Regions from separate parts of the Mus musculus genome. Here all the other regions are linked to region 6. The links are chromatin contacts, called in public HiChIP or PLAC-seq and promoter capture Hi-C maps. All regions are on one chromosome and are shown on one strand. The core of a region is the stretch at or near the end of the contact, and the rest is flanking DNA. Distances in the headings are between cores, read along the strand shown. Region 1 holds the start of Rxfp4 (relaxin family peptide receptor 4). Region 2 holds the start of Ssr2 (signal sequence receptor, beta). Region 3 holds the start of Efna1 (ephrin A1). Region 4 overlaps Gm40090 (a long non-coding RNA gene). Region 5 holds the start of Arhgef2 (rho/rac guanine nucleotide exchange factor (GEF) 2). Region 6 holds the start of Dap3 (death associated protein 3).

The links. HiChIP or PLAC-seq counts read pairs in DNA pulled down with a chosen protein or histone mark. Capture Hi-C pulls out chosen DNA fragments and counts their contacts.
Region 1: a promoter capture Hi-C map of adipose tissue shows a contact between it and region 6. The contact joins the promoter of Rxfp4 here to the promoter of Dap3 in region 6. A contact is called at or near these places in 6 of 39 promoter capture datasets (cranial neural crest, frontonasal cranial neural crest, hippocampal neurons and 3 more), 1 of 484 Hi-C or Micro-C datasets (embryonic stem cells), 4 of 115 datasets of contacts at active chromatin or transcription factors (bone marrow-derived macrophages, cardiomyocytes, embryonic stem cells and 1 more) and 3 of 9 other capture datasets (adipose tissue, liver and pancreatic islet).
Region 2: an H3K4me3 HiChIP or PLAC-seq map of embryonic stem cells shows a contact between it and region 6, with 5 times the contacts expected there. The contact joins the promoter of Ssr2 here to the promoter of Dap3 in region 6. A contact is called at or near these places in 7 of 39 promoter capture datasets (cranial neural crest, hematopoietic stem and progenitor cells, hippocampal neurons and 4 more), 4 of 115 datasets of contacts at active chromatin or transcription factors (astrocytes, embryonic stem cells and large pre-B cells) and 2 of 9 other capture datasets (adipose tissue and macrophages).
Region 3: a promoter capture Hi-C map of liver shows a contact between it and region 6. The contact joins the promoter of Efna1 here to the promoter of Dap3 in region 6. A contact is called at or near these places in 4 of 39 promoter capture datasets (3T3-L1-derived adipocytes, the HPC-7 cell line, hematopoietic stem and progenitor cells and 1 more), 1 of 484 Hi-C or Micro-C datasets (embryonic stem cells), 4 of 115 datasets of contacts at active chromatin or transcription factors (the SCID.adh cell line, extraembryonic endoderm stem cells, memory CD8 T cells and 1 more) and 2 of 9 other capture datasets (liver and pancreatic islet).
Region 4: a contact with region 6 is called in an H3K27ac HiChIP or PLAC-seq map of embryonic stem cells, with 8 read pairs. The contact joins the enhancer-like site here to the promoter of Dap3 in region 6. A contact is called at or near these places in 1 of 39 promoter capture datasets (cranial neural crest), 5 of 115 datasets of contacts at active chromatin or transcription factors (astrocytes, embryonic hindbrain, embryonic stem cells and 1 more) and 2 of 9 other capture datasets (adipose tissue and pancreatic islet).
Region 5: a contact with region 6 is called in a promoter capture Hi-C map of pancreatic islet. The contact joins the promoter of Arhgef2 here to the promoter of Dap3 in region 6. A contact is called at or near these places in 6 of 39 promoter capture datasets (the HPC-7 cell line, cranial neural crest, frontonasal cranial neural crest and 3 more), 1 of 15 datasets of contacts at CTCF or cohesin (the NIH/3T3 cell line), 15 of 115 datasets of contacts at active chromatin or transcription factors (the SCID.adh cell line, astrocytes, differentiating embryonic stem cells and 10 more) and 4 of 9 other capture datasets (adipose tissue, embryonic stem cells, liver and 1 more).

What each region holds. Positions count from the first base shown.
Region 1 is chr3:88,650,766-88,655,412 of GRCm38.p6, reverse strand. It overlaps Rxfp4 (relaxin family peptide receptor 4), which reads left to right and starts at 2,271. Exons shown (of 1, transcript NM_181817.1): 1 at 2,271-3,515. The coding sequence starts at 2,271. The coding sequence ends at 3,515.
Region 2 is chr3:88,576,950-88,581,745 of GRCm38.p6, reverse strand. Ssr2 (signal sequence receptor, beta) reads right to left here and starts at 2,138. Exons shown (of 6, transcript NM_001356317.1): 1 at 2,060-2,138; 2 at 1,712-1,866; 3 at 674-772. The coding sequence starts at 1,866. It also overlaps the pseudogene Rtraf-ps.
Region 3 is chr3:89,277,395-89,282,269 of GRCm38.p6, reverse strand. Efna1 (ephrin A1) reads left to right here and starts at 2,625. Exons shown (of 5, transcript NM_010107.4): 1 at 2,625-2,819. The coding sequence starts at 2,728.
Region 4 is chr3:88,602,238-88,606,891 of GRCm38.p6, reverse strand. Gm40090 (a long non-coding RNA gene) reads left to right here. Exons shown (of 3, transcript XR_003954655.1): 2 at 746-884. It also overlaps a transcript of Arhgef2 not described here. Among named protein-coding and RNA genes, the nearest start is that of Gm40090, 2.8 kb to the left of the region's middle. Within about 2 kb of position 3,076, at least 41 of the 459 cell types and tissues checked have an H3K27ac peak or open chromatin away from gene starts, as enhancers often do. A contact at or near this core is called in adipose tissue and embryonic stem cells, where this site is marked.
Region 5 is chr3:88,618,332-88,622,985 of GRCm38.p6, reverse strand. Arhgef2 (rho/rac guanine nucleotide exchange factor (GEF) 2) reads right to left here and starts at 1,827. Exons shown (of 22, transcript NM_008487.4): 1 at 1,665-1,827. The coding sequence starts at 1,727. Gm20652 (a long non-coding RNA gene) reads left to right here and starts at 1,881. Exons shown (of 2, transcript XR_375820.2): 1 at 1,881-1,955.
Region 6 is chr3:88,948,506-88,953,001 of GRCm38.p6, reverse strand. Dap3 (death associated protein 3) reads left to right here and starts at 2,720. Exons shown (of 13, transcript NM_022994.3): 1 at 2,720-3,134. The coding sequence starts at 3,132. It also overlaps a transcript of Ash1l not described here.

The DNA.
Region 1 (4,647 bases), core at 1,022-3,521, 300 kb after region 6:
AACTCTCTCACGTCTGGGGTTCTCATATGGGCTAGAGCTTCTCTGAAATGCCTCTCTGACCCCACCCCCAGCACCCCAAGACAACCGAGTACCAGATACTTCCTTAACCAGCAGAAGAGTGCCGAACTGCTCTCAGAATCCTTGAAAAAAAAATCTCACTCTTACCTCCCCAGTCCATGCTCTCTCCCAAAGCTCCTGCCGTGGAGAGAGATGTGAGGAGAGAAAGGAGATGATGCCATTAGAGACGGTCTTCAGCTGAGACTGAGCTCATGGGGAGACAGGATGAGGTGTGGTAAAGGCTTTTCTCAGGTTCCAGAACTCTACAGTGAGGCTTGGGATATGGAGGAATGTGGATATGACGGGGCTCTGAGTACACCAGAAAAATGGAGTGGCAGTGGGGGTGGGACAGGTTGGCAGGACTGTTCAGGGATGTAGAGCAGACCTGAAGGTGTGGCCGTGGTCATCCACCTATGGCCTCACAAGTCCAATGTGCCCAGAAGGGGTATACAGGGAACTGCAACTTCCTCCGTCTCATTTCTTTCCCCTTCTTAGCATCAAGGTCACATGGTACTGCACTGAATTCTGACCTGTGTTTTAGTTGGCAGTGTTCCCTTGGCATGATAACAGCTGTTCATTGTCCTGCTTCCTTCCATGACCAATGCTCCAAACTTCCCCTTGAAATGACAGTCATCATGCAAAGAACAAGGTATGGACTCACGCTAGCTCCCTGAACAACGGACTATCTTCATCTGATTTAACTTCTGTAAGGAATTTTTATTTATATGTATGTCTGCACGTATGGACATGTAGCACATTCGAGCCAGTGGAGACCAAAAGAGGGGGTCAAATTCTTTAGAACTGGAGTGATAGATGACGGTGAGATACTAGATGGGTGCTGGGTACCACACGCAGGTCATCTGCAAGATACTAACTCCTTAGGTATCTCTAGCCCCAATTTAAAACTATTTAAATAGTATTTGCCTGTGTGAGCATGGATGTTCAGTATGCTACTGAATGCAGGCAAATGTCAGGACAACTTTCAGGAATCTGTTCTCTCCTCCCACCTTGTGGATCCTGACCACCCAGTGCACATTGTCAGGGCCGACAAGCAGGTACTTGATATCTAGTCCCAAACTTGTTTGGTTTGGTTTTGAGACAGGGTTTCAGAACCTAACCTTGTCTGGCCTGGAATTCAGTAGACAGACCAGGCTGGGTGTGCCAGCAAACCATTAAGCCTGTCACCATCTAATCTTATTTTGAAGATTTAGTAGTGCTGGGGGGTACATACTACTGTGCATGTATAAAAGTCAGAAGACAACCCCGGGATGCCTGTCCTCTCCTACCTTTATGTAGGCAGGTTCCAGGGACAGCCATCTCCACGGGCGTATTTATTTATATATAGATTATACCTTGTTGTACTGCCAAGTTTGGCCTTGGTGATCAGGTGATCCAGCTGCCTCAGCCATGCAGGTAGCAGTGACCACAGCTCTTTGGCATCTCGCTGAATTGTATATTTTCTTAACACTTTTGGGGGGAGAATTGTGTGTGTGTGTGTGTGTGTGTGTGTGTGTGTGTGTGTGTGAGATGAGTGTGGAGGTCAAAGGGCAGCTTGTGAGTGGCATGTCTATCCTTCTCCTATGCAGATCCTGTAGACTGAATTCAAATCACCAGGCTTGGCAGCAGGCCCCTTTCCCCAAACAGCCCCGATCTCTGGCCTGCCCCCATTAACATTTTAAGCAAAGCAGCACAGGGCCCCAATCAGAGAGACACAGGAAAGGCACAGCAACTGTGGGACTCTGAGTGATGTGTGTTCCTCTCTCTTTTTCTGACTCCCAGTCTGGTTTTCTAATGCCATATTCCTTCCCTAACCTCTCCTCACACCTCTCCTTTTCTCAGAGAGCTCTCTGCACTCCGGGGAGAGAGAAAAAGCGTCTTCTGGTTTGGCTCCACATCTCTACTGTTTCCCTTTCCTTCCCTATTACATGCATGTTGACAGTGTGAACATAGCCCTCCCTTGCACTGCCCCACCCACCACGGTTGTCCAACTGGGAAGAAGCAGGCTGTTCTACCCACACCTGTCCCTCTTAGGTGTGAGCATGGGCAGGGGCTCTTACAACCCGAAGCTCTAGACCAACACCCAGATTCCAAGGGCTCTTCTAAGAGCTCTCCTGAGACAACAGCGGCGGCGGGTGGTTGCTTGCCAGGCCGGAAGGCGGGCACTCCCTGGTTCCTCTGCTCTGCTGTGCTCTAGCAACCTCCGCGGTCTTGCGATGGCCACATCCAATTCTTCTGCCTCTCTGCCCACCCTCTTCTGGGTCAATGGCTCTGGAGACAGCGTGCTGAGCACTGACGGTGCTGCCATGCCTGTCCAGTTCCTTGTTCTGAGGATCATGGTTGCACTGGCCTATGGACTTGTAGGTATCATTGGCTTGCTGGGAAATTTGGCCGTACTGTGGGTTCTAGGTAACTGTGGTCAGCGTGTGCCCGGCCTGTCTTCTGATACCTTTGTCTTCAGCCTGGCTCTAGCAGACTTGGGGCTGGCCCTTACTCTCCCTTTCTGGGCAACCGAGTCAGCAATGGACTTCCACTGGCCTTTCGGAAGTGCCCTCTGCAAGGTAGTCCTGACCACCACCGTCCTCAGCATCTATGCCAGCACCTTCCTAATCACAGCACTGAGTATCGCGCGATACTGGGTGGTAGCCATGGCTGTGGGACCAGGTAGTCACCTCTCAGTCTTTTGGGCCCGTGTGGTCACCCTGGCAGTGTGGGTGGCAGCTGCCCTGGTGACTGTGCCCACAGCAATCTTTGGGGCTGAAGTTGAGTTGTGGGGCGTGTGCCTCTGTCTTCTGCGTTTCCCCAGCAGATACTGGCTGGGAGCTTACCAGCTACAGAGGGTAGTTCTGGCCTTCATCGTGCCCTTGGGAGTCATTACCACCAGTTACCTGCTGCTGTTGGCCTTTCTAGAGCGGCAGCAAAGATGCAGGCCACGACAATGGCAGGACAGCCGAGTGGTAGCCCGCTCTGTCCGTGTCCTGGTGGCTTCCTTCGCCCTCTGCTGGGTTCCCAACCATGTAGTCACTCTCTGGGAAATTCTGGTAAGGTTTGACCTGGTGCCCTGGGACAGTACTTTCTACACCTTTCATACTTACATCCTTCCCATCACCACCTGCTTGGCCCACAGCAACAGCTGCCTCAACCCTGTGATCTATTGTCTCCTGCGGCGGGAGCCCCAGCAGGTTCTTGTCAGCTCCTTCAGAGCTCTCTGGTCAAGACTGTGGCCTCAAAGGAAGGCCTGCATGGAACAAATGGCCCTCAAGGAGGTAGGCGGGAGAACGGTAGCCAGCACCCAGGAGAGTGGCTCTTCTAGGACACACACAAACACAATGGAACACCTGGATGAAGGATGCAGCCTGAACACTCTCCTTTCTGAGACCTATCAGGGGCAGAGCCCACAGATTCTAGGGAGGAGCAGCTGCTCTCTCAGTCAGGCTGCTGTGTCCCCAGGAGAAGTCTGATCTTTGATCACCAACTCTGGGTGTGACAGAACGGAGAAGCTGGAGTCCAAACAGGAGGTGGATGTGGCAAAGCTTATCTCTGGAGATGGCAAAGAGGAACTGAGAATAAACCAGATCGGTCAGAGACTGTCTTGACCTTTCATGCAAGTACTTCACAGGATAACTAACGTCCATCACCCGGTTTAGACTAACAGGTCAGGTGTCGGTTCTCCCTGTCACTTTAGAATAGGGCACCCGTTATGCCTCTTTGGTACCAAACCCAAAAATGTATTCTCTGGCCAATAAGCTTTTTGTCATCTTAGAGGTACCCATTAGGAATGATGTAGAAGCCTCCCCTTCAACGTTTGTCTGTCGTTTTGCTGCCACAAGATGCAGACCCTGAGTGTATAGCCTTTGAGAATAGTGAATAGATCTGTCCCTTTCAATCAAGGATTGGGTAACAATCACAAGGGTCTGGGCGTGGGGGTGGGGAGTCAAGAGATACAGAAAAGTTTTGTAGGCTGAGGGTCAGAAACCAGAAGCTAGTCTCACTGAGTACAACTGCACTTCAGCCAAGCGCCAGAGCATGTGGGCTGGAATCTTCCCCCCACGCAAATTATTCTAGAAGTCAGTTCTCCCCTTCTAAAATTGGAGGCAGGGTTTCATCATACCCAGGCTGGTCTCACACTGTAAAGCTGAGGGTCGCTTGGAATCTTTAATCTTGATCCCAGATGCTCGAATTATAGGCATGTGCCAACAAGTTGAGCTTTTCAGATCATTTTAGCCTATTCTTCCTTCTTTCCTGTACTTATGTATGTATGTATGCATGCTTGCATGTACATTTGTGTTCACACTTGTACGTGTGTCAGAAGCAAACATAAGGTTTTTTCATTTCCTCGTCTTTGTTTTTATTGAGACGGTCTTACGACCTAACCCTAACTGTCCTGGAATTCACTCTGTAGACCAGGCTGTCCCTTGAACTCAGACACTCACCTGCTTCTGCCTCCCATGTGCTGGAACTACAGGCATGTGCCAACGCACCTTGCTTTGATTTTTAAAAAAATTACACTTTATTCAAGTGTGTTCAGACGAGGAGACATGTTCCACATGCATGTGGCGATCAGGACAGCTTGGGGTCTGCTTTCTCTTTCCC
Region 2 (4,796 bases), core at 889-3,388, 370 kb after region 6:
CTTCAGTGTACTTACATATAATAATAAATAAATCTTTAAAAAAAAAAAAATAACTGTCACAGTGCAGTGGTGGCGCACACCTTTGATCCCAGTACTTGGGAGGCACATGCAGGTGGATCTCTGTGAGTTTTGAGGACAGCCTGGTCTACACAGCAAGTTTCAGGACAGCCTGGATTATGCAGGAAAATCCTGCCTTGAAAAACCAAAACAACAACAATAATAGTAATAATAATAAAAATAAAATAAGAATAAATAATAATAACTTTCAAGTCAGAAAGCAGACACTAAGAGAAGATGCTAACGTGTTACCCGGGGTCTCCATGGTGACACCCCACTGAATCTGCTTTGAGAGCACCTGAGGTATAGAGCACTTCTTACCCAATGTGTGTGAATACCCAGGTCTGTCTCCAGCAGTGCAAAGAAAAAAAGCACATTCAATATCCATTCATAGCCACAGATACCTTTATATGCCTGCATCTCCCTAATGGAGCTTGGGAGATACAGACAGCCTTACAGCCTGAAGGAAGAAGGCACACTCACTCAGCTGATACTTCATCCTCCCCAGATATATGACAAGAAACAGACCACACATCCAGTCTGTTTGCAGCCCCCTTGATGTTTTCCAGGCAATGTTCCTCCCCCAGCCCTCACCACCCATTAAAAAAAAGGATACGGGGCAATCCGGTCCCATTTGACATTGAGCATACCGGAGACAATGCCGAAGTCTTCTGGAGGGAAGGAATCGTCAGATAATTCCACATCTAATGCAGCGCTGGAAAGCAGAGGAAATAAAGAGTGAGGGACAGGGCTGGCGAGATGGCTCAGCAGTTAAGAGCTCCGACTGCTCTGCCGAAGGTCCTGAGTTCAAATCCCAGCAACCACATGGTAGCTCACAACCATCTGTAATGAAATCTGATGCCCTCTTCTGGAGTGTCTGAAGACAGCTATAGTGTACTTACATATAGTAAATAAGAGTGAGGGACATAAAACTAAGGGAACTGACTGGAAAATCCACCTGCTGGTCAAAAGAAACCCCCATAGTAAGTTGGGCCTGTTTTGAAGAATCCAGATCAAGGCCTGGATTCTGTTGCTCAGAAGTGAATTGCCAAAGGTAATCTTGCTCTAATTCTAGACAGGGGAAGTAAGATATAAATGGAAAAATATATAAAAGGAAAGAACAACAAAAAAGTGCTCATAGGAGCCAGCAGTGGTGGCCCATGCCTTTAATCCCAGCACTCGGGAAGCAGTGTGAGAGACAGACAGATGTCTGTGAGTTTGAGGCCAGCCTGGTCTAAGAGTGGACTCTTCGACAGCCAGTTAAGAAACTCGGCCTTGAAAAACAACAAACAACAAAAAAAGTGATTGTAAGTGAAAGAAGAAAGCTGGGAGTCCGCACCCGAGGTAAGAGGACAGATGTACACTCTGTGTCTGCATTTCCTTTTTCACAAGCTGAATTTATCCCTGCCTTTGAAAGCCTTCTGAGACCCCAAAGTGGTTTCTTGTAATTCACCTAAGGATGTCTTCACCTTCAAAAAGCACCCGACAAAGGTAAGCCCTCTAGTATATTCATTCATTCATTCATTCACTCACTCACACACTGCACTCGATACTGGAGGACTCCAAAAGAGAATTCACTCCCCAACAAAACGTTCTCTATGCCCACGTGGAAACTCGGAATTCAGAAGGAAGCTGGCGAACTCTAGGCCGTTACCTGGAGCCGACGTTGTAGATGTTATACTGCAGGGTCAGGTCCCTCCCTTCCACAGCGTATCTGTTGAGCAATGATTTGGAGGCCAAAAGCCTGGCTCCTTCTTCTGCTTGACTGACGGCTAACAGAGCCAACACCACAACCGCCAGCAGCCTCATCTTTGGAAAAAAGCAAAGTGAGCAATCGACCCAAGCATGGGAAACACTGCCAGCCAGGCAGCCTGTGCGGCGCCACACTCCAGCCCCGCCGCCAGGTCCGCAGCCGCGAGCCCAAGCCACAGCAGTGTGTACCGCGCTGCCGGCCAGGCGGGGTCAGCGGGGACCCCAGCGCTCTTGCGTCTCCCAGACTCACCGTGAGCACCCCAAACGCCTCCCTGGGCCACAGACAACCGGAAAACAACGTCAGCCTCCGAAAGACCGGAAACGGATCTGACCGGAAACCCTGATGTCCCTTCCTGTGCCTTATGGATGTTGTAGTTCTGAAACAAGCCCCACCTTCCCCTTTATGGCGGCTGATACCCCAAAGGAGTTGAGTTACCTAGAGTCCTTGACTCTTTCCTGTGTGTCCTCCAATTTCTTCTCATTAATGCTTACCCCATGGAAAACCCCTCTGTTTAAACTAAAACGAAATAAGCTGCATAGGCACAATTTCAAAGTTCAAAGAGTCGCCGACTTTGTTTTAAGGCTGAAGTAGCTGATATAGCCTTTCCTTGAATTCTTAGATTTCCAAGCTGCTAGTCACTGCCTTATGTAATTAGCACTTTATAGAGACTTCAGACAACTAGTAAACAGGGCCAGAGAGACCCCTCGGCAGGTAAAGGCACTTGCCACCATGCCTGCCCACCTGAGTTTGAATCCTTGGACCCATTTAATAGGGCACCGACAAGTTCTCCTCTGAACTCTACATGTGCACACACACATGTGCATAAACACATGAACATGTAAACATGCTTATAGCACATGTGCAGGAGAGTTCTTCCACATCCCTTCTGTAGCACTCTTACATCCAGGATGGGTTTACTCTGCACCTGCTCTGTGCTCTGGCACTACTATAGATGCTGGTGGGGTGATGAGAGAACCTTCTCCCACTGCGCCTGGCTCTCCTGGGACAGACACCCTATGCTTCTTTTTTTTCTTCTTTTTTTGAGACTGGCCTAGAACTCACAAGAGATCCCTTGGCTTCTATTGTCTAAGTGAAACTAGGATTAAAGGCATGTGTCACCATGCCTGTTGTGTTTATAAAAAGATAAGGAGAGGAAATGTGTTTGGTGGATGTGTGGTAAGGTGTGGGGTTAGGGAATGCCACCGCGGGCTCATGCTGAGGCATCCCTTCCCCCCACCCCCAGGGACTAGCCACAGGACAGTATAGTATAGAATAGTTTATTCAGGGCATGGGAAGAGGAGCTGAGAGTTAGGAGAGAGAGAGAGAGAGGGAGAAGTAGAGGCTGGCCATCAGCTCATGGAAAGAAAGAGTGGAGAGAGAGAGAGAGAAAGAGAGAGACAGAGACAGAGAGAGAGAGAAAGAGAGAGAGAGAGGAGGGGCAAGCAGCCCCTTTTATAGTGAGTCAGGCACACCTGGCTGTTGCCAGGTAACTGTGGGGTGGAGCTTAAACAAAATGCTAACAATGCCTAACCCTTTGATTGACCTACCCCCCATTTTTTGTGGGGAGGGGGTTCTTTATATACCTGAACTCTATGTAGATCAGGCTGGTCTTGAACTCTGAGATCCACTTGCTTCTGCCTTCTGGTGCTGGGATTAAAGGTGTGCGCCATGGCTGCCTGGCTTGATTGACTTCTTACAACTATTTACTTTTTTTTTAGAATACTTTATTATTATGTGTTTGAGTGTTTTGCCTGCATGTACATATGTGCACCATGTGTATGCCCAGTGCTCGAGGAGGTCAGAAAAGACAGCTATCACCTGAGCTAGGAAAAAATCCAATTGCACTTCCTGCTTCCACGTGTTCGCTCTTTTGAGCTCGGTCTCTTGGTCAAGAATACAGGGTGAAGCCCTGTCTCTCAAAAAAACAAAAACCAAACTGTGATGGTTTGTATATCCTTGGACCAGGGAGTGGCACCATCTGAAGGTGTGGCCTTGTTGGAATAGGTATGACCTGGTTGGAATGGGTGTGTCACTGTGGGTGTGGGTATAAGATCCTCACCCTAGTTCCCTGGAAGTCAGTCTTCCACTCGAAGCCTTTGGATGAAGACATAGAACTCTCAGCTCCTCCTGTGCCAGGCCTGCCTGGATACTGCCATGCTCCCACCTTGATGATAATGGACTGAACCTCTGAACCTGTAAGCCAGCCCCAATTAAATGTTGTTTTTTTATAAGACTTGCCTTGGTCATCGTGTCTGGTCACAGCAGTAAAACCCTAACTAAGACACAAACCAAACAGAATAAAGTGTGCTTTGTCCAGACTCTTCAGTTGGAATGGTGATCTTTTTCTTTGAAGACCCAAACTTCTTATTTTTGGTTTTTCTGTGTAGCCTTGGCTGTCTGGAACTTGCCCTGGAGACCAGGCTGGCCTCAAATATACAAAGATCTACCTGCCTATGCCTTTCAAGTATCTAAACTCTTCTTCTTTTTTTCCTTTCTTCCTTTCCAAAAAAAAAGAAAGAAAAAAGAAAAGAAAAGAATTTTGCCTTATTGTGGATTACAAATTACTCCTGAAAAAATACAAAGAAGAGATTCTATTTTTTTTTGTTTTGTTTTTTGTTTTGTTTTGTTTTGTTTTGTTTTGTTTTTGAGATATGGTTTCTCTGTGCAGTCCTGGCTGTCCTGGAACTCACTCTATAGACCAGGCTGGCCTCGAACTCAGAATTCCACCTGCTGCCTCACCTTGCTTCTCCTGTCCCAGCGGTGGCCCGGGCGGCCAGCGCGAGCAGCGGGGACCATGTTCCGACGCAAGCTCACGGCCCTGGATTACCACAACCCCTCAGGCTTCAAATGCAAAGATGAAACAGAATTTAGAAACTTTAACGTTTGGCTTGAAGACCAGAAAATCAGACACTACAAGATTGAAGACAGAGGTAACTTGAGAAACATCCACAGCAGTGACTGGCCCAAGTTCTTTGAAAAGTATCTC
Region 3 (4,875 bases), core at 1,376-3,875, 330 kb before region 6:
CGGGGCGAGCTAGAACTGAGATGCCCAGGAGGCCTAGATTTTATTCTGTGTTCTGAAGTCCTTCCTATTGTCTGTGTCCGCATCTCACAGAGCCGGAAACTCTCCTCTCTGCCCACCAGGCGGCGCAGCGGTTCCAGGAGCACTGCGAATGTGTTGCGGGACTGAGTCTCAGCACTTAGCAAGATTGTTTTGCCAAACTTATTTCCTTTACTACTCAAGTCCAGGAAAACATGTGCCCAAACGTAAGTTCACTATCGACTTCAGGACTCCCGGAGGGAGAAGACTTTATCTTAGCCTCATCCTTGCGGCCTAAGGTGCAATATCCAGCCAAGGGGTAGCCTAAACAGATGAGCTACCTCTAAAAGCGCAAAAACATGGATAGGATCAAGGCCTGAAGTGAAAATGCTGGAGATCATCCTAAGCCAGAGGCTCTGCGTCCAGTCAGTGCCCAGGTTTCAGCCACCCTCTCCATCCAGTTTGCTCCAGCCTCACACTCAGGCAGGCAGGAGGTGGGCACGTCCTCCCTAGGCTGAGCGGAGGGAGATTGGCTGCCAGCAGAGGTGATCCGGACCAAAGCCATCTTCCCCGGGGGCAATTTTGGGCTATTTTCTCTAAAGATGTTACACTATCTAACTCCTCTTTGAGTTTCACAGCAGCCACAAGTTTGCACCTTTAGAGTGAGTGATATTACTCAACAATGACCGGCTACTGTTATTGCTTGCGCCGGGCACTAAGCAGAGAACAGAACCAAACCCTATGAAGTAAAGGAACCCTCGTGGTGTGTGTGGGAGACTTTCACCTTGGTGTTCCTCCAGGTGAGCAAAAAGCGCGTGAGGTGCTTCCCTAGGGCAGCGGATAAACTTCGAACCCGGAAGGAGGGACGAGCCGCACGCATGGGACTCAGGCACGTCGCCTAGGGCAGGTTGCGCACCGGTGGCGTATGCTTGAGTAAAGACGGACCCTGACCCTAGTGCGGGGTTACGGGGCGCGGCACCTAGTTGGAGCTCAGTAAATATTTATGGTGAGAGCGACAAGCAGGGCCCACCTCCTAGGAGGGAAGGAGGAAAGCCAGAGCCCTCCTCAATTCCTGGCTCCTCCCCTGCAGGCTCAGCACCGAGCTGGCCACGGCGTCCTGGCCCGATGTAATTACAGGGTCTGCCGCCAAGCCTGGCCGTAAAAAACCGGGATGAAACGGCCTGGAAGCCTCGGAAGCTGGGCCGGACCCTGCAAAGAGCCCCGGGTCCGCGCCTTGCCCTGATGCGCAGCCGCAAAGAAGAGAGACCAGGGACAGAAACCCCCGCCCATCACACCCTGCAACGCACACGGGCTCACCGCCACACACGCAAACTACCAAGCACTCAGCTTTTGACTTTACGGCTCCAAGAATGCACTCGAGCCTAATCAAACACCTGCCCGCCAGCTCCATCTCAGGCGCAGACGCCGCCAACCCCTCTCCAGACAGCTGCTGATTCGAGAGGTGAATTCCTGCAGGGTTGTTTACATGGAGAGGGGGAGGGGTTCTGAGCCTGGTACTGAGAGCCCACCGACTGGAAGACCCAAGTCAGACTCAGTCAAACACAGCCGCCCAAACTACCCCCCACTCCAATCCACCCCCGCTGCACGCCCAAACACGTTTCTCCTCTTCTTCACACACTGTTCACAAACATTAGCATATGTATGTCAGGCGTTTCACACGCTTCCACACACAAGTGTCTTTACACCTACCCGCCATCACACGCATTTACACACGCCATATGTACATGTGTCAGGTCGGTTAGTTTGTCACTCTTCATGACCATATTCCCACATTCCATCTGCAAGCGCGCATTCGCTCAAGACACACGTGAAATGTATAAACAGGTCATTAGCGTACGTTGGCGCTATTGAAAATATTAGGAACATCCCCCCCTACAGCCCCTGAGCCCAACTATGAGTTCTCGCATAAAGTACTGATGGACTGAGTAGCCCTTAGCCCTGGCCGCACACGTTACACGCTCGATCACACACAACGTCGCACTTTATTCCCGGCATCTAAGCGATGACACAATCTCTTGAACAAAGACAACATTGACAAACCCAACAAAAACAAACAGCCGCGTCTGTGTGGGGAGGGGCAGCCAAGCCAGAGTCAAGGCATGGGGGAGTGTTGCTGGGGGGGCGGGGGGAGGAGGGGGTCACGAGAGAGTGTGAGAAGGCGAGTGCGCGGGCCTGGGTGTGAATCTCAGGAAAGGTGTGGTTATATCCCCCCACCTCACACCCTGACAAGATTGGCGCCCCGCGCTGCAAAGCCAAGTCCTGAAGCCACTGGTTCCCAGACCCACACGTATAAGTTCTTCCATTTTTCCAGCTTGCTATGGCTTTCAGTCCCACAAAGCCAACAGAGCCTCACATAGACACCCCCACCCCCACACCCGTAAGTGAGCACACACAGCTATGGGAGGATCTGTGCAGACCCCGGAGCGCTCTCCGTCGCTGAGATATGGGAGTCCTTCCTCCCAGAGTCTTTTTCCCTTCCTCCACCTCCAACGTAGCCATCAAGCCCTGGGGCAGCGCGCGTCGGGCGGGGCGAGGGCGGGGCTGGTGTTGGCGGCGCCAGCCCAAAAGGCGGAGTCGAGCAGCGAAGAGGCCAGATTTGTGATCGTGGTGCCTACTGTACCGTGGAGAAGCCTGTGGGAACCTTACACTGCAGAGCTCTCGTCCTGGCCTGGCTCGGCCCGGCCCCGCGCTATGGAGTTCCTTTGGGCCCCTCTCTTGGGTCTGTGCTGCAGTCTGGCCGCTGCTGACCGCCACATCGTCTTCTGGAACAGTTCAAATCCCAAGTAAGCCCTGAGACTCCCTGGCAGCCTGGGTGCCGGGTTGGCAATGGCCTTTCGCAGGGTAACTGTCCCTGCCAACCCCTGGCCTGCGCCTAGGAGAGGTGGCCAGGGATGGGTTGGACTCTATAGCTCCCCACCTCCGTCTGTATCTCCCCTTACTACCTGGCAACAGCCGACCAGGGCAGAAACCTGCTCATGCCTGCTCGCACAGGCGCTGGCTGTTTCAGCCCTCTCTTTCTGCCCTCTGGCATCTCATCACTCTAAAGTAAGGCTCTCCTGCTGGGCACTCCTGCCTTGAGAATTGGAACGTTGGCCCTGGCCTCCGGGGCTCTCTAAGTCCCCCCATGAAACTTCTGTGCACTCTCATTTTTGTGTGCCACTTGGGCGTTTGTATACTAACAGGCACCTATGGACGTCAAGAGTAAGCACAGCGCTCAGGGAGCCTTGGAAAGAACCTCCGTAGGAATCTAGGTTTTGGGCATTAGATATTCATTCTGTGTTTAAGATGACCCTGAAGAGTGCCTCCAAGGTTGGGGGGGGCATAAATTAGGCACATGCTGTGTATGGGTCGACCGAGGGAGTGGCTGAGGTGGTCACACTAAGGGACTGGTAAGAGGAGTGTCGCTGGGAAGCTTGGGGAGGAGCAGAGTGGGGCTTCACAGGGCTACAAAGGCTGTAACAGGAAGGAGGTAATTTCTCCGGAGCAGGTTTTAGGGCTATGAAGCAAATGGTATTGAGAGGAAGACACTGTCGGGCCCTTTGTTCTTGCCCTTGAGTTTCTTCAAGTTATGAGAAGAGTGTTAGGGCCAAACCTAAGAGGGGGATATGGTGGAACAAGAAGAGGTGAGAAGTCGAGGCCACAGAATGCCACTAAACCCCTCCCTCCCAGATCCAGTGAGCCTGCCTCCCCTTCCCCTGAGAGAGATGCTGGGCCAGTTTCCTCTGGCACTGCCTATTGAGGGTCTGTTGTCTAGGGCATGTCGGAGGGCAAGATAGAGCCAGCTGCCACCCTAAAGGCACTGTCTTCCTGGCCCTGGAGTGCTGCTGCGCCCCACCAGCCCTTGCGCCTGCCCTTGCGCCTGCCCCTTGCCTTCCTGACCTAGTCCTGCCCTAGTAGTGGGAAAGAGCAAAGTCCCTGTTTATGCCCATGCCAGGTGTCGGCTGAAGGAGGAGGAGGGGACGGGAAGTCATGAGTAGGGAGGGGGGAACCCTGGCCTTTTCCGTTCCCAAGCTCCCAGGTTTCCTCTCTTTCAGGAAGGAGCCTCTTCCTTGCCCCCCTCCCTGTCTACTCCACCACTAATAGAGCCCCCTTTTCCAAATGGAGACTTAAGTGTCACAGGCAGGTTAAGTGTAGGAGATAGTACGCTAAGTATAGCTTCAGCCCTGGCCCTCTGGACACACACATAACCCTGTCTTATTTACAGCCACAGGAAAGCCAGTCTAGAGTGGAGGTCATGGGCGGTCTAGCCAGGCCCAGCTTGGGGGAAGAGATGAGGTGGCAATGAACAGGGCGGGTGTAGGGTTGCATAGGTGACTCAGGGTAGTGGGCATTAATCCTGGGCTCACCAGGCTCCAGGCAAAGGCAGTGGCAGAGAAAGGTGCCACTGTGAGCTAGGCCCTGGTCCTGGAGAGACAGATACTCAGCTATCAGATTTCTCTGCCGCTTTTGCCCGGAGGCCAACACTGGGGCAAACCAGTCCTGGGCTGCCCTGGGGTCCTGGGGGCTGCTCACTTTTGACGAGGTAAAATTTCACAGGCTCTCAAGAGCGCCTGGGCGGGTAGCGAGGTGGATGAGGCACGAGTGAGTCAGTGCCCATCACGGGAATAGGGGAAAGACGCCAGGCCCAGAGCTGAAATACCTGTTCTGAAATGGCTTCTATGTTTATCTCTCCAGAGAGGAATTTTAAAAGCCTCCCTCTGCTTCTCTCTCTCTACCCCCCCCCCGTGGGGGAGGGGCCCAGAAAGTCTCATTTTAGAGGCTGCAAGCAGTTGCAAGGCCAGGCCTCTAAGGGGTCATGATGACTGGGTAGTGGGTGGCCACCGTGGAACCCCACCATCA
Region 4 (4,654 bases), core at 1,827-4,326, 350 kb after region 6:
TGAAGCTCTGTCTCAAAAAACAAAAACCAACTGACAAACTAGTAAACATAAACCCCTGCTGTTTCTGGCTGCAGCTTTGTCCAAGAGACAGGTCCGCCTCAGTCTGAAGCCAGCAGCGTGGCAGACACCTGGGGAACAGTACCCACTTACATTAAGAAGCCTCTTAAACGTTCTCTGGACCTATTTTCTGGCTGTAGAATGAAGAGGCTAGATTATATGATCTCCAAGTTGTCGTCGTCGTCGTTTTTGCTCCGTTGTGTGGGGCTATGGAACTCAGATGGTGCCCACCCAGTTCTCCTCCCGAGCCCACCTGCTGGTGGTGCCATCCGTGGGAATGAGTGCCACTGTGGAGACCCCTGTTTTAGAAGCTCCATATTTCCCAAGCTTGTTCACAGGCTGGGCTGTGATTCTCCAGGAGAGCTTTCCACTCCGTTCATTCCTCAGAGATCCGAGTCTCTCCAGAGAGATTGGTGGCAGGGTGGGGGTGGGGCAATGACACCAGGATGTGCCTTTCTGAACACTCTTCCCAAGGTCTACAGATGAGCAAGGGAGGGTCAGAAGGTGCCCTGGGGACTCACCTGCTTATTGGATCCTGGAACTCCTTGCCAGGCCCCCAACTGTGTCTTTTGAAGGAGTCAGTAGTGTAACTGCGGGCACGGAAAGCCCCGGACCTTCTAAGGAGTGATGTGTGGAAGCCATCCTTGTTGTCTTCCTGGTTTTCCTCCCTCCCCTCCACTTCCTCCAGCTGTTCTCTGGATTCCACAGCAGCTGGGCAGCACTGAGGGAGACCATGAGGCACTGGGTCTTCACCTATGAAGGGCTCCCCTGGGACCGATCTGTTCATGGAAGGTACTCGGAGACAGCCCTGAATCAAGAAGAAAGAGGTGAGGGCTGGTGAGATGGCTTGGTGGGTAAGAACACTGACTGCTCTTCCAGAGGACCTGAGTTCAAATCCCAGCAACCACATGGTGGCTCACAACCACCCATAATAAGATCTGATGCCCTCTTCTGGAGTGTCTGAAGACAGCTACAGTGTACTTATGTATAATAATAAATAAATCTTAGAAAGAAAGAAAGAAAGAAAGAAAGAAAGAAAGAAAGAAAGAAAGAAAGAAAGAAAGAGGTGAGCAAAATTCTAGAACCCTGGAGGCCATGGTGCTACAGGCCTGTAATTCTCATCCTTCAAGAGGTTCATGGGGATGGCCCTGAGTGGGGTCAGGCTAGGCTGGCTTGGATGTTGAATTTCATATTAGCTTGTATTAAGAAAGAGGCTGTGTCTTTTACTTCCTTTTTTTAGTTTTATTTATTTATTTTATGTATATTAATATTGTTTTCTTTTTTTCTTTTCTTTGTTTGTTTCTCTGCCTTCCAAGTGCTGGGATTAAAGGCGTGCGCCACCACTGCCAGCCAAGTGTTCTGTTTTCATGCTTGCTAGAAGAGGGAATCAGATTCCATTCCAAATGGCTGTGAACCATCATGTGGTTGCTGGGAATTGAACTCACGACCTCTAGGAGAGCTGCCAGTGCTCTTAACCGATGAACCATCTCTCCAGCCTGAGGCCCCTGTCTTTTAAAGAAATAAAGAAGCTGGGTGTGGGTGGCACACACTTTTAATCCCAGCACTCTAAAAACAGGCAGTCTGATCTTCGTGAGTTTGAGACTAGCCTGGTCTACGTAGCAAGTTCCGGGCTAGCCAGAACTACAGAAAGAAAGAAAAGATCCTGGAGTGGGGACATCTCCACAGCCAGGCTGCTAAGCATCTCCTACCCCTCCCTTTGCTGAGACAGAGGCAGAGGCAAAGAATGCCTGCCTCAGGATCATGAGGTCCGCTGCATGCAAGGTCAAGTCTAGAACTTGGCTTTTCTAGCTCTTAATACACTGTTCTTTCCAGTGAAGAGAGCCTGGCTGGCAGAGGCGGCACATGTCTGCAGTCTCAGCACTTAGGAGGCAGACGGGAAAATCCAGAGTTCAAGGCCACTGTGCGCACTAAAGCAAGTTGAAAGCTAAAGGACACAGTGAAACCTTGTTTCAGAATGAAAACTATAAAGAGAAGTTCTTGTTTGCTCATTAATATCCCTCATGGAGCATCTATATTGAAAACAGCCATGCTAAGAAAAGCAGATACTGCAGATACTGAGTCTGTCCTTATAGTTGTGTGTGTGTGTGTGTGTGTGCGCGCATGCACACATAACTGTCAAATGCTGCAAGAGAAATTTTATCAAATCTTTGGCCAGGAAGAGTAAGGCAGTGCACAAGTTTAGATCCAGCCCTCAGGAGGCAGAGGCAAACCTCTGGGCCTTCAAGAAGAGCCTGATCTACATAGTAAGTTCCAGGACAGACAACAAACAAACAAAAAAACAGACCCAAAACCAACAACACAGCAAAAATAAAAACAAAGACAAAAACAAAAAAAACTTTTGTCTACCAGTGGGCCAGCACACATTACTAACTGGGAGTCTCCAGAAAGCAAAACAGGAGATGCAGGCTGACTTTGAGTGGGGCTAGAGTCAGGCCAAGAGAAGAGAAAAGCTACTAGGTTGGTAATGTAATGGGAAAAGGTCCTTATGTGGGCCTGGTGAAGTGGCTTGGTGGGTAAAGGCACTTGTCTGCAAGCCTGACTCCCTGAGTTCAATGCCTGGATCCTACAGTGGACGCAGGGAACAGACTCCCGAATGTCCTCTGACCTCCACGCATGTGCTGTGGAACGGTGCTCAAACAAGTGGCTCCTTTATTATTATTTATGCATGTGTGGCTCAGCGTACTTAAGGAGGTCAGAGGACACCTTCCAGGAGTTGGCTCTCTCTTTGTTCTCTCCATTGCTCCCTCCCACCTTCCCCAGACCGCTTTCCTCAGGAAATGGCTGAAGAAACAAGGAAGTAGACAATGAGGTCACATCTCTGTTTCCGGTGACACACATAGGAGATTCTAAAACAGGCGCTTGAAATGAAGTAACAGGGCAGGAAAAAACACTAAGCTGTCCCTTGATTTATCTTCCTGACCCCTTACTGCCCTGGACTGTCTCCACCTCTCTGGTGACTTCATTGACTAAGCTGCTGACCAATGACTAACAACTAGGGGGAGAACTTTAAATGTATGCAGCAGGGGGCGCTGTCGCTCAAAGCCAACCCCATGCTTCTTTCAGGTGTAACTGTGGTTTAATTGGGTTTACAAGTACAACCTTCCTAAGCAGGAATGGTCTTGGGCTTCTGTTACTGCCTCCTCCTCCTCTTTCTCTTCTCACTTTTGTCTTAGAAAATACAAGAATGGCATTCCTCACTGTGGTGGTTTCAATGAAAAGAGCCTCTATAGACTCTCATATTTTGAGTGTTTGGTCCCCAGTTTGGGAAAGAATAATGGGTGGGGTCTTGTTGGAGAGGTGTGTCACTGGGCGTAGGTTTAAGGTTTCCAAAACCTTCACCAGCTCCAGTGTCTCCCCACCTCCTCTCTCGGTCTCCTGCCTGTGAATCAAACATAAACTCTCAGCTACTGCTCCCGCACCCCGTTTATGCCTTCTTTTATAAGTTGCCTCAATCATGCTGTCTCTTCACAGAAATAGAATCATGATTAAGACACTTGGGGGGGGGGGCTGGAATAATGGCTCAGCGGGTAAGAGCACTGAATGCTTTTCTGAAGGTCCTGAGTTCAAGTCCCAGCAACCACATGATGGCTCACAATCAACTGTAATGAGATCTGATGCCCTCTTCTGGAGTGTCAGAAGATGGCTATAGTGTACTTACATATAATAAATAAATCTTTTTAAAAAGACAAAAACAAAAACAAACCAACAAAAAAAAAAGACACTTAGGGTTTAACGGGGGGTGGGGGTGGGGGGAGAGGGGACACATGCCTTTAATCCCAGCACTAGGCCATCTGAGAGATCTCTGTGAATTTGAGGCCAGCCTGGTCTATAGAACAAGTTCCAAGACAGCCGGAACTACACAGCCTGTCTTGAACCACCCCCACCTCCCAAAAAAAGACACCTATCTACTTATCCTACGAGAATATCAAGGATGCTAAGATACTGACGATAGCTGGGCACAGAGGTGCTCACCTCTCCCCCCCACACACACACACACACACTCGAGGCAGAGGCCATCTTGGTCTGTGTAGAGAGTTACCGGGAAGCCAGGGCTACATAGAGAGACCCGTTCTCAGAGAGAGAGAATGAATGAGAGCAACATGCATCAAGCAATTAACATAACTCCCATGCTAGGAACACATTCTATTGTTGCCACTGTTATGTTATTTAGGGCTTCCTGGAGTGAAGACCTAGAAAGACAGAAGCAGAAATAGGCATTGTGTAAGGTGACCTGCAGTTTTATCTTGAGACAAAAAGAGAAAATAAAAAGTCACAGTCAGACACTAACACCGCTGTGTGCAAAGTTATCAGGAAGAAGAGAAAAGAACAGCCTGTCTAATGCTCAGAGCCCTGGAAGGGAGGAGGCGGGAGGGGTCCTTTAGGATAGATCACGGCAAACCTTAGGTGTCAAGGCCATATCTGCCTTGTTAACATCTACAGTGCTGGATGTCAAACCCAGGGGCTCACACATGCCAGGAAAATGTTGGACCATTCAGCTACAATCCTAGATTTTGGGTTTTGAGACAGGACCTCGCTATGTAACCCAAGTATTTCAAGAATTCATGGAAACTCACCT
Region 5 (4,654 bases), core at 578-3,077, 330 kb after region 6:
TCTGGATTGGAGAAAGGCCCCCTGAGGATGTCTTCGTACAGCCCCACAGGTCTGCCTCTCCTGCCCCCCCCCCCCCAGTGGCTTTCCTTTTTAGGGTGGAACCAAATTTCCGTGCTTTCAAAAAGTTCCCCCCACCCACCCTGGCTTTACTCCAGGGTCTCGCTCAAACGGTTGAAAAAATAAACAGACTCTGGGAGCTGGGGCCTGGCCTGTCGCTAGGGTTTGTTAAGAGCCTGTCTGCCACCCCACAATTCACACTCAGTCACCTCACCCTGGAGCTGCTCAGAGCCCTGCTAGCTTTCTTCCGGTGAGCAGACTCCCATCCCGAAACCCTACAAAAAGCCTCAAACTGAGCTTCCCGCCCCCGAGGCTCTCCACCCCTACCGACCTTCTCCCAGTGTAGCAGTAAAGCAAGTAGCTAAAGCCTGGAACCTTGGAGGAAGGGAGAGGGCAGCTTTCCATTCGCAGAGTGGCTTTCCAGCCTGAAAATGATCTGCTTGGTTGGCTGGCTGCGGGAGGGTCATTACGCTCTCGCTAAGGACAGGGATTAAGATTAAAGCCCTTCCTGCCTTTGCTTTCCGAGAGAGCCTTATAATGTGAGTGTCCTGAGGTACAGGGAGGCGCCGTCCGCCTGAACCAGGCCCCCCTGGCTTCACTTATTCATCTACAAGTCCTCCTCGGCTTCACCACTTCCTGTGAGCTGAGGTGAGGAAAGTCATGGCATTTGGGAGGGCGTCTGAATACAAAGACAGGAATAAAGGACACTTGTAAAGGCGTGCTGGAGAGGTCGTATTGCAGAGTGTGCTGATAATTACACAGCCAGACTCCAGATGACAGGTGAAGGGCCCCCAAGCCGAGGCGATAATCGAAATATGGCTGAGGGGAGTGGGGGAACTGGGTTAACCGAGGCGGCTGGAGAACCAGGAGCCTGGAAGCTGATGAAACAGATAAGGGTGGGAACTACTCTGGGTCCTGGCACCGAGACGCTCAGGATGTGAGAAGGCATCCCAGCGACACAAAGGCAGCTTGCTTCACCTGATGGATCGGTTTGGCCTGGCGGAGAAAATGGGCGGCCGCTTGCTGTCTTGACCCCTAGCCACCCGCCTACCCCAGGCAAGAACTGAATCACAGCTGGAAAGTCCATCCGCAAGAAGAGGAGGAGCTGACTTTTGTCTTGGAGGGGCGGGAAGGTGGGGGAGGGAGCTTGGAAAACACCCCCTCCGGCCCCCTCCACCCGCTGGTGGGGACAAAGGGGGAACGACCGAGCCGGCGCTAGCGGGCACGGCCGCAAGCAACCCCCGGAACTGGGGTGCGGAAAGGGGTGCCCAAGAGCGTCGTCCCTAGGAACCCGACACGCTCGCCCCTCTTTCCCGCTCGATCCCTTACCGGAGCAACTTTCTTCCGAGCGGCCCAAAACACTCGGTCCCGCCGAACCACTGGTAACCCAGCTCAGCTCTCCTAGATCCCCGCACAGAAGCTGCGCGGGTGCTGGAGACGCGGGTCACGTTGCGGTCCTCCAGCCCCCTCCTCACGCGCTCGCAGCCCCACCCACCCCGTCCGGCCGCTGCGCGCGGACTCGGGCGCCCCAGAGCGGGCGGGGGGACGCGGGACGCGGGGCGGAGGCCCAGAGGTCGGCAGGGCGCCCGGTCGCAGAGCCAGCCCACCTTGGTTGCCTGCTCCTTGCTCCGGTCGATCCGCGCGCGAGTGAGGGATTCGATCCGAGACATAATCCAGCGTGAGCCGCGGGAGGACGCGGCGGCCCCGGGTGTCCAGCAACGGCGGGGGAGGGGTCCGGCCGCACGCGTCGGCCTCGGGGACAGGAAGTCTGAGTCCCCTCGCCCCTGCACCCAGCACCAGTTCCTCAAACCCTAGTCTCCTCCCCCACCCGAGCTCAGGAAGGGGAGAGGCGGAGCGGAGGCAGGGCGGGGTACCCGCGCACCGGACGGGACGCCGGGGTTAGTATCGCTGCAGTCTGCTGGACAGGGGTCCTTGGGACAGGTTCGAGGATCCCTTTTCCCTTTAGCGCTTAGGAACACTCTCTGACCTCAGCGACCTCCCTTAGCTCGGCTGTCCTTGAAAAACACCGGCGCCCATTCCGGGTAACTTCACTCTTTAAAGACCCTAAGGGGATTCTATCACCTTATCGGTAACTGGGAGACCTAGCCATAAGGGCTCACTCATCAAACAGGCTTGAGTACACAGACCGCTTTTACAATGTTGGACTGGTATGACAAGAGGGAGGGGGCAATGAAAGGGGAACTAGAAGCTTCATCGTTAACAGGCTTCACTCCCCCAAAAGAGTGAAGAAGGGGACTCCTTTCCAAAAGCTAGGAGTCCACAAGAGAGGGTTTTCCCCTCACCCCCCCCCACCCCCCGCCCAGCTTCTCACCCCTCTGGGCCTTGTGGACCACACTCTGACCATCCTTCTCAGCCCCACCTCTGCCAATTACTTTGGCAGTGAAGGTGAGAAGGCTCCACCTTTCCTGAGGCTAGCTGAGGAAATCCTTCCTTGTGTCCTGACACCAGTTTTCTCTGCCACAGGAGACTATAGAAACAACTTGGCCCTGTCTGGAAACGTTTGAGCTTGCTGAGGAGTGTGGGTGGGTTTTCATTTCTCTGGACCCTTTGAGTCAACCTGAGTTTCCTGCCACTGGGGAAATTCTCCAGTCTGCTCCGTTTCCACCTATCAAGGTCTCCGATTTCTCTGTAAAAACCTGAGCACCCTGGGGCAAAGTTTTGTAAAAATTTAGGGTACTACCTAATCTAGTCCCAAAAGTGTGTGGTAATGAGGGAGGGAGATGGCTAGGCGTGGTGTTGCACAGAGGCAGGGAGATTTCTGAGTTCAAGGCCAGCCTGGTCTACAGAGTGAGTTCCAGGACAGCCAGGGCTACACAGAGAAACCCTGTCTCAAAACACCGAAAAAAAAAAGAAAGAAAGAAAAAAGAAAGAGGGAGGGAGATGAGGCCCAGCCACTGTCACCAGCTTCTGCTCTGTTCTTCTCGGTAGCGGGGCAGGGAGGGTGGTGTTAGGGCTGCAGGTTTCCAGCCCAGCCCTGCACTCCTAGAGTGCCAATTTTAGCCTCAGTCTCTAATTTGGGCTCGGCTGCCTCATCCACCCGCTGTGCTGGTTGGGCTCCTCAGCTCCTCACCCCGGCTCTGCTCCCCTCCCACTCTGCTCCTCTGACCTATCTCCTGCCTAGGAACTCCCTCACCTTTTGTGCCCATTCTCCTGTTCAGGGTCCTTATATAGTAAAGGCCAGGGAAAAAGAAACAATGTCCAGTTCAGGCTGGCCAGATGAGGCAGAAAGGACTTTCCCAGACCAATTCTGTTTTCTCTGAAGGAATCCTAGGAAGGCCTCAGGACCTGCCATGTTCCTATTGGCTCTGAGCCTCCAGACTTGCCCCGCTTGAGTGACCAGCCAAAGCTGAGAAATGTACTAACAATCAGCTAGAGGTCAGAATGAGCTGCCTGGTTTGGGGGGGGGGGGGGCAGAGACCTCAATTTTCTCTAAGGCCTGAACTAGAAATTGTTATAAGCCAAACTCTTGAGTAACTAGTAAATCTAGGTTTCCCCCAGACTCTTTTGAGGGTCTGGTCAGTACGTAAAGCCCATGTGGAAGGTCTATGGAAGAAGAGGGTGACCTCCTCCTCTAGCCTTTTACTGTGTTTCCCCAGCCTCAGCTCGCTGTCTGCTCCACCTGCTCACCTCTCCCTTGTCTGCCCTGCAAAACCAAACCTTTAAAACTGTATTGAGTGCTCTATGTCTTCAGCTTGACTCCATTTCTGTTCTCTGGAGCCTCTGGAACAATGAACATTCTCCTTTCTTCTGGGGGTCTTCCCTTTCCCCAAACCCCTTCATTCTAGCCCCCACCCCCGTAATCCTACCAGTGACATCTTTGAGAAATTGTTTTTAATATATAAAAAAAATTTAAAAACCTCTGCCAGTATCTAAAAGTAGCCAGTACTTTCTTTGGCTCATTCAACTTGAAAAGGGGGGGTGGGGGGAGGTACCATTGCCATAGACAACTAGAGGGGAAGGGTCTGGTTTCCAAAGGGCCATCGGAGGAACCAAGAGTGTTCCTAGCTGTCTAGATCCAGGCACACAACAGTCCACAAATCAGCCTTCTTCTCATTAACTTGAGCCTTGAACTTGACTTGGGAATGTCTAAGGTGTACATGACCACAGTGGCTTCCTAGCAAGAGCTGTGAAGAAAGGCTTTGGGGTTTACTGAGAGAGACACCCGCCACTTAACATGATTGCTACACCTCTAAGTAGCCCAGCCTCTAGGTTATCTTGTCTGTGAAATGGTGATTAATGTATCACCATCCCTTATCTCTGCCGGAGCTATTCTAAGAAGTACAAGATGAGCACTAGGAGTTTGGCCACCTATAGGATGTCAGTCAAGCAGGGAGAACCAAGCTCCCTCCTCCTCTCCATCCCTAGCAGTGTGCAGCACTGGTACCCAAGCTGGGAACAGGGAGAAAGGGAACATGATGTAGGCACACACATTCAAGTAAGGGTATAGAGAAGACAGAGGGAGAGATACAGAGACAGTCGGGCCTAGAGGCCCTGTGAACACAGGCCAAGGAGCAGGACAATATGCTGACCTACGCTCGGCTCGCTCTTCTTGTTCCCTCTCCATGCTCCGGAGCCT
Region 6 (4,496 bases), core at 1,471-3,970:
GTGTGTGTGTGTGTGTGTGTGTGTGTAGTGTGTAGTCATCAGCAGAGACTGGAAAAGGGTGCCAGATACCCTGGAGCTAGAGTGGACCCCAGGCCTCCTGTAACCAGGGGCTGACCTTAAACTTAATGTGAAGCTTGAGCTCAGGCGCCTCCTGCCTCAGCCTCCGGAATGCTTGGATTGCAAGTGTGTGCCACATTCAGACTGGTTTTTTAAAAAGGGTTGGTGGTTTCAGTTCCACAGATTTATTTGCTCTCTGTATGTTCACAACTCCCCTCTTATGCATCCCTATCTATTCCAACAACCTAATCAACAGATCTTGATAATTCTTACCCCAAGACAGGAATCAATTATTTTGTTGGATGAGTCCGAAAAGATCCTGTCACTGGCAGAAATAAAGTCAAGCTGCCCAAATACGAGTGTGGCTCTTTGGTAGAATGCCTGCTAGCAGGGTTAATCTATTCCCCCTGACCCTCCCCCTGACCCCCCACCCCCCCCACACACACACACACAAAAAACCCAACCAGCAACAAACAACAGCTATACAGATACAAAGTAGGCTGTGGAAGCAGTTTAACTTTTTATTTATTTATTTATTTATTTATTTATTTGGTTTTGGGAGACAGGGTTTCTCCCTGTAGACCTGGCTGTCCTGGAACCAACTCTGTAGACCAGGCTGGCCTCGAACTCAGAAATCCACCTGCCTCTGCCTCCCAAGTGCTGGAATTAGAAACATGTGCCACCACTGCCCAGCAACACATTGGAACTTTCATACATACTAAGCTGTCAGAAGTGGTCTGCTTGCTTTGTAAACACAACAAAATTACAAATACCTATCTCATATAGGACAGTGTATATTCTATACATGTTTGACACTTTTAAGTTCTCCCAAGCATAATCTAACCAATCATATTTACCTACTTTCAAAATACACTTGTATTTGGCAATAACAATCTCCTGAGGCACTATGATAATATGGACAATACATTACTAAATTAGTAATCAAAATATCTCAACATTGCCACTAATTTAACACATGACCTTGGAAAAGTACCTCTTTATGCCGGGATTTCCTATTCTCCTATAATTTTTACAGTTTTAGGATTACGAACTGAAAGAGTACTCTGAATATAAAAACTTTATGCACTACTATAAATCCACACGGTCAAAAACATCTCCCCTTATTCTCAGCCTAATAGCGATCACTCTGAGGATGTTGGTCTGGCTTTCATATTTACACAACTGACTCTATTCAAAGGCACAGACTATGTCAAGTTTCTCCCCTTCCTGATCTTAGCATGCATTCTGTATTATCATACTAATCATACTAATGCTAAAATACATGCACATTTATCGACCTAGAGAACACATGTCCCAGCATTTGTTTTTAAATAAGCTAACTTACAAAGGGAACTTCCCCAAATGCAGGCAAACTCTTCCTGAACACTCTCCATCCTCGAATTATACACATATAAACAGAGCAGCTATAAACCAACAGACCATCTGGTCTTCAAGACCCAAAACATTTCTTTCCAAGTAGAAACTAACCAGTGACATTTATTAAACTTATTAACACTCAGATCACTATGTCATGTCTGCATATATTTCCGCCTTTCGAGAACACCACAGATCTTGTACAGGTAAACTACCCGCTGAAGATCATCTCCCTTGCTACTTTTGTCCCTTACTTAAACAGACATAAACTGGATCTTGGGGGATGCTCCAATCGGGCCTACTACACAAACTAACCTGTCAGGGGCACAAGCGACTCCGCCTCCACTCGCTTACTTTCCCGTCCCCCTCCCCCAAACCAAGAGCCCGCTGGTCAGGGACACCCCGTCACCCCGCCTAGAGGGACTTCCCGGTAAGCTCAGGATCCCTATCCCTGCTCTCCCTTCCCCCATCCTCACCCCGCTCTCCCGGAGGTCCAGGTCCGGGGGGGTGACAGCGGATCCCGGGTAGCCAAGGAGAGACTACTTGGGGCCTTCAAAGGCCTGCTCACACCGCACTACTCACCGTGCGAGGCCGAGAGCGCCGAGTGCAGGCAAGTGGAGAGAGAGAGGGTGGCAGCCTGGCGCCTCGGCTTCCCTGGCTCCACACTGTAACCCTTCCCGCTTGTCAGGAGGCGGCCAGCGGGTAAGCGGACCGGCGGAAACGCGAGAGAGGAGAAGCCAAAGGCGTAGGTCGGGAAAGGGGAAACCGAGAGAAGGCGGGTCCGGCAACCGAGACCGGGATCGTCTCCCCCCTCCGCAAAGCGAACCCAAAATGGCGGCGGGAGCGGCAGCGGCGGCGGCAGCGGCGGCGGCGGCGGCGGCTCTGGGGAGGGAGGGAGCGAGCGAGCCAGCGAAGGGCGCCGCGTGCCCCCCCTCCCGCCTCCCACTCCTCCCTCCGCGCGCTCTCCCCGCCGCCCTCCCTCCCTCCCTCCCTCCCTCCCTCACCCGACTCCGGCCGCGCAGCGCGCACGCCCGCCCGCACGCTTCCGAGTGGGTCCGGACTGGTCGCGAGCTGCGCCCTCCAACCACCGCCTCCGGCCGCCCCGCGCCGCCAGCACCGACGCGCTCGCTCTGGGGCCTCCGGCTCGCGCGCTCCCGACTCCCTCTCGGCCCTCACGCGTACCTTCCTTGGCGCGAGCCCGAGCCTCCTCCCTCCTCCTCCTCCTCCTCCTCCTTCTCCTCCTCGGCTCGCCTCCCTCTCTTCCCCGCCCCCACGGCTACCAACGGCAGCCACGGCTGCCGCCGCCTTCGCCCCCACCCCTCGAACGTGCGCCTCCCACAATCCCCCCCGCGGGACGTTCCATTGCGCGCCCCTGCTGGGGCCGGGGAGAAGCGGGCACGCCCGCGCAGACGAGGCTGGCCACGGTGACCGGAATGTTTTGAAGAGCGAGCGAAGGTACCTAGGCGCGGACCTCCTGGGACGGGCCACCGCGACGCCGAGGCTTGCTGCCCGCTTCCGGCCGCGGGGCGGGTGGCGCGGTGCCCCTCCGCTGGGCTGTGGTTGCAGCCGCGGCGACTGCGCGTTGGGTAGCTTCCTGCCACACGACCCGAGCTTGCTTCACAACTGCAGGACGGGTGCCTGGGATCCAGCCGCTGGCGGTGTGTGCGGGTCACCGGAGCAGGAGTCCTAGTGTTGGACTCATGGTAAGGGGACTGAGCCACACAGGGGATGCAATGATGAAGGAGGGAAAGGAGCGTGTATTTGAACTGCCCCGAGATAGGGAATGAGGGCAGCAGTGTCGGTGATCCTCCAAGAGGGCATCCTTCAGACCCGGGGCTGCGGACCTGGGACCGGAGGATGAACGGACAGAACGGCTGTTAATATGTTAATGTAGTTTAACCTTGTTAAAGTCCCAGAGGGTACCTATCCTCTGTGATGCTTGTGTGATCCTTGTGCACTTCTCAAAGATTGTGCGAACTCGGTTTGCAACTGGCAGCCTGATGTTAGAGCAGTGGTCCGCGCAGCCTTCCTAATGCTACGACCCTTTAGTACAGTTCCACATGGTGACTCCCTACCATAAAATTAGTTTTGTTGCTACTTCGTAACTGTAATTTTGCTGTTATGAATCTTAATGTAAACATCTGATATACAGGATATCTGATATGGGATCCCTGTGAAGGGTTGTTAGACCTCTCCTCGGGTCGCCACCCGCAGGTTGAGTGTGTGAGGGGATGAAACTATGCACTGAGATTTTATTTCTGGATTTGATCTTTTAGGCCTTCAAATTTTTCCAAGTTATTTATGAGATGCTGGTAGTAAAAATTAGCTAACCCCAAAATATACCTTCAGGGTTGGAGTATGAAATAATGAGATCATATATGTAAAGCAGAATTAGCTCCTGGGTACGGGGAAAATGCGGAGTATTATTGTTATCATTTACAGTGCTGTTGATGTTGATAAGATTTGTAGGTGTAATTGGTAGTTTGTGTTCTATTCATCTAAATTGCTAGTTAAACCAGACCTATGGCATTCATTGGCTGCTAGTATTTGTTTCCGTGTTGACATTGGATGAGTGAATTCAGGGCATGTGATGTTAAAACCCCAACGTTTGATCTACTCATTTTTAGTCTCCCACAAAAAGCAAAGCAAAATTTTAGAGGAATGGCACCTTAAGTTTCCTTTCTTATCTGTGAATTCTTACCTTTGTGATTCAGGGGAAATTTAAACATTACTGCGTTCCATTCATCTCCAGAACCCATTCAATTAATATTCAGTCTTTTTTTGGAATAGGGGTTAAATTGTCTTTTGAGTGGTTGTTTATTTGTTTGTTTTGACAGTCTCACTCTTTAGCCCAAGCTTGCCTGAAACTCTGACAGTCATCCTGTCTTAGCCTCTTTAGAGGTTGGATTATAGGCATGAACCCATACCTGGTTTTCAGATAACCCAACCTTTCCCTATTGGCTGTATGCATTGGGGATTGATTATCTTTGTGTTTCCTTCTTTGAGTTAAAGAGACAATCAGCCTTAATTGACTAGCTGTGAAGTTACTTTTGCTAACCAAGCCC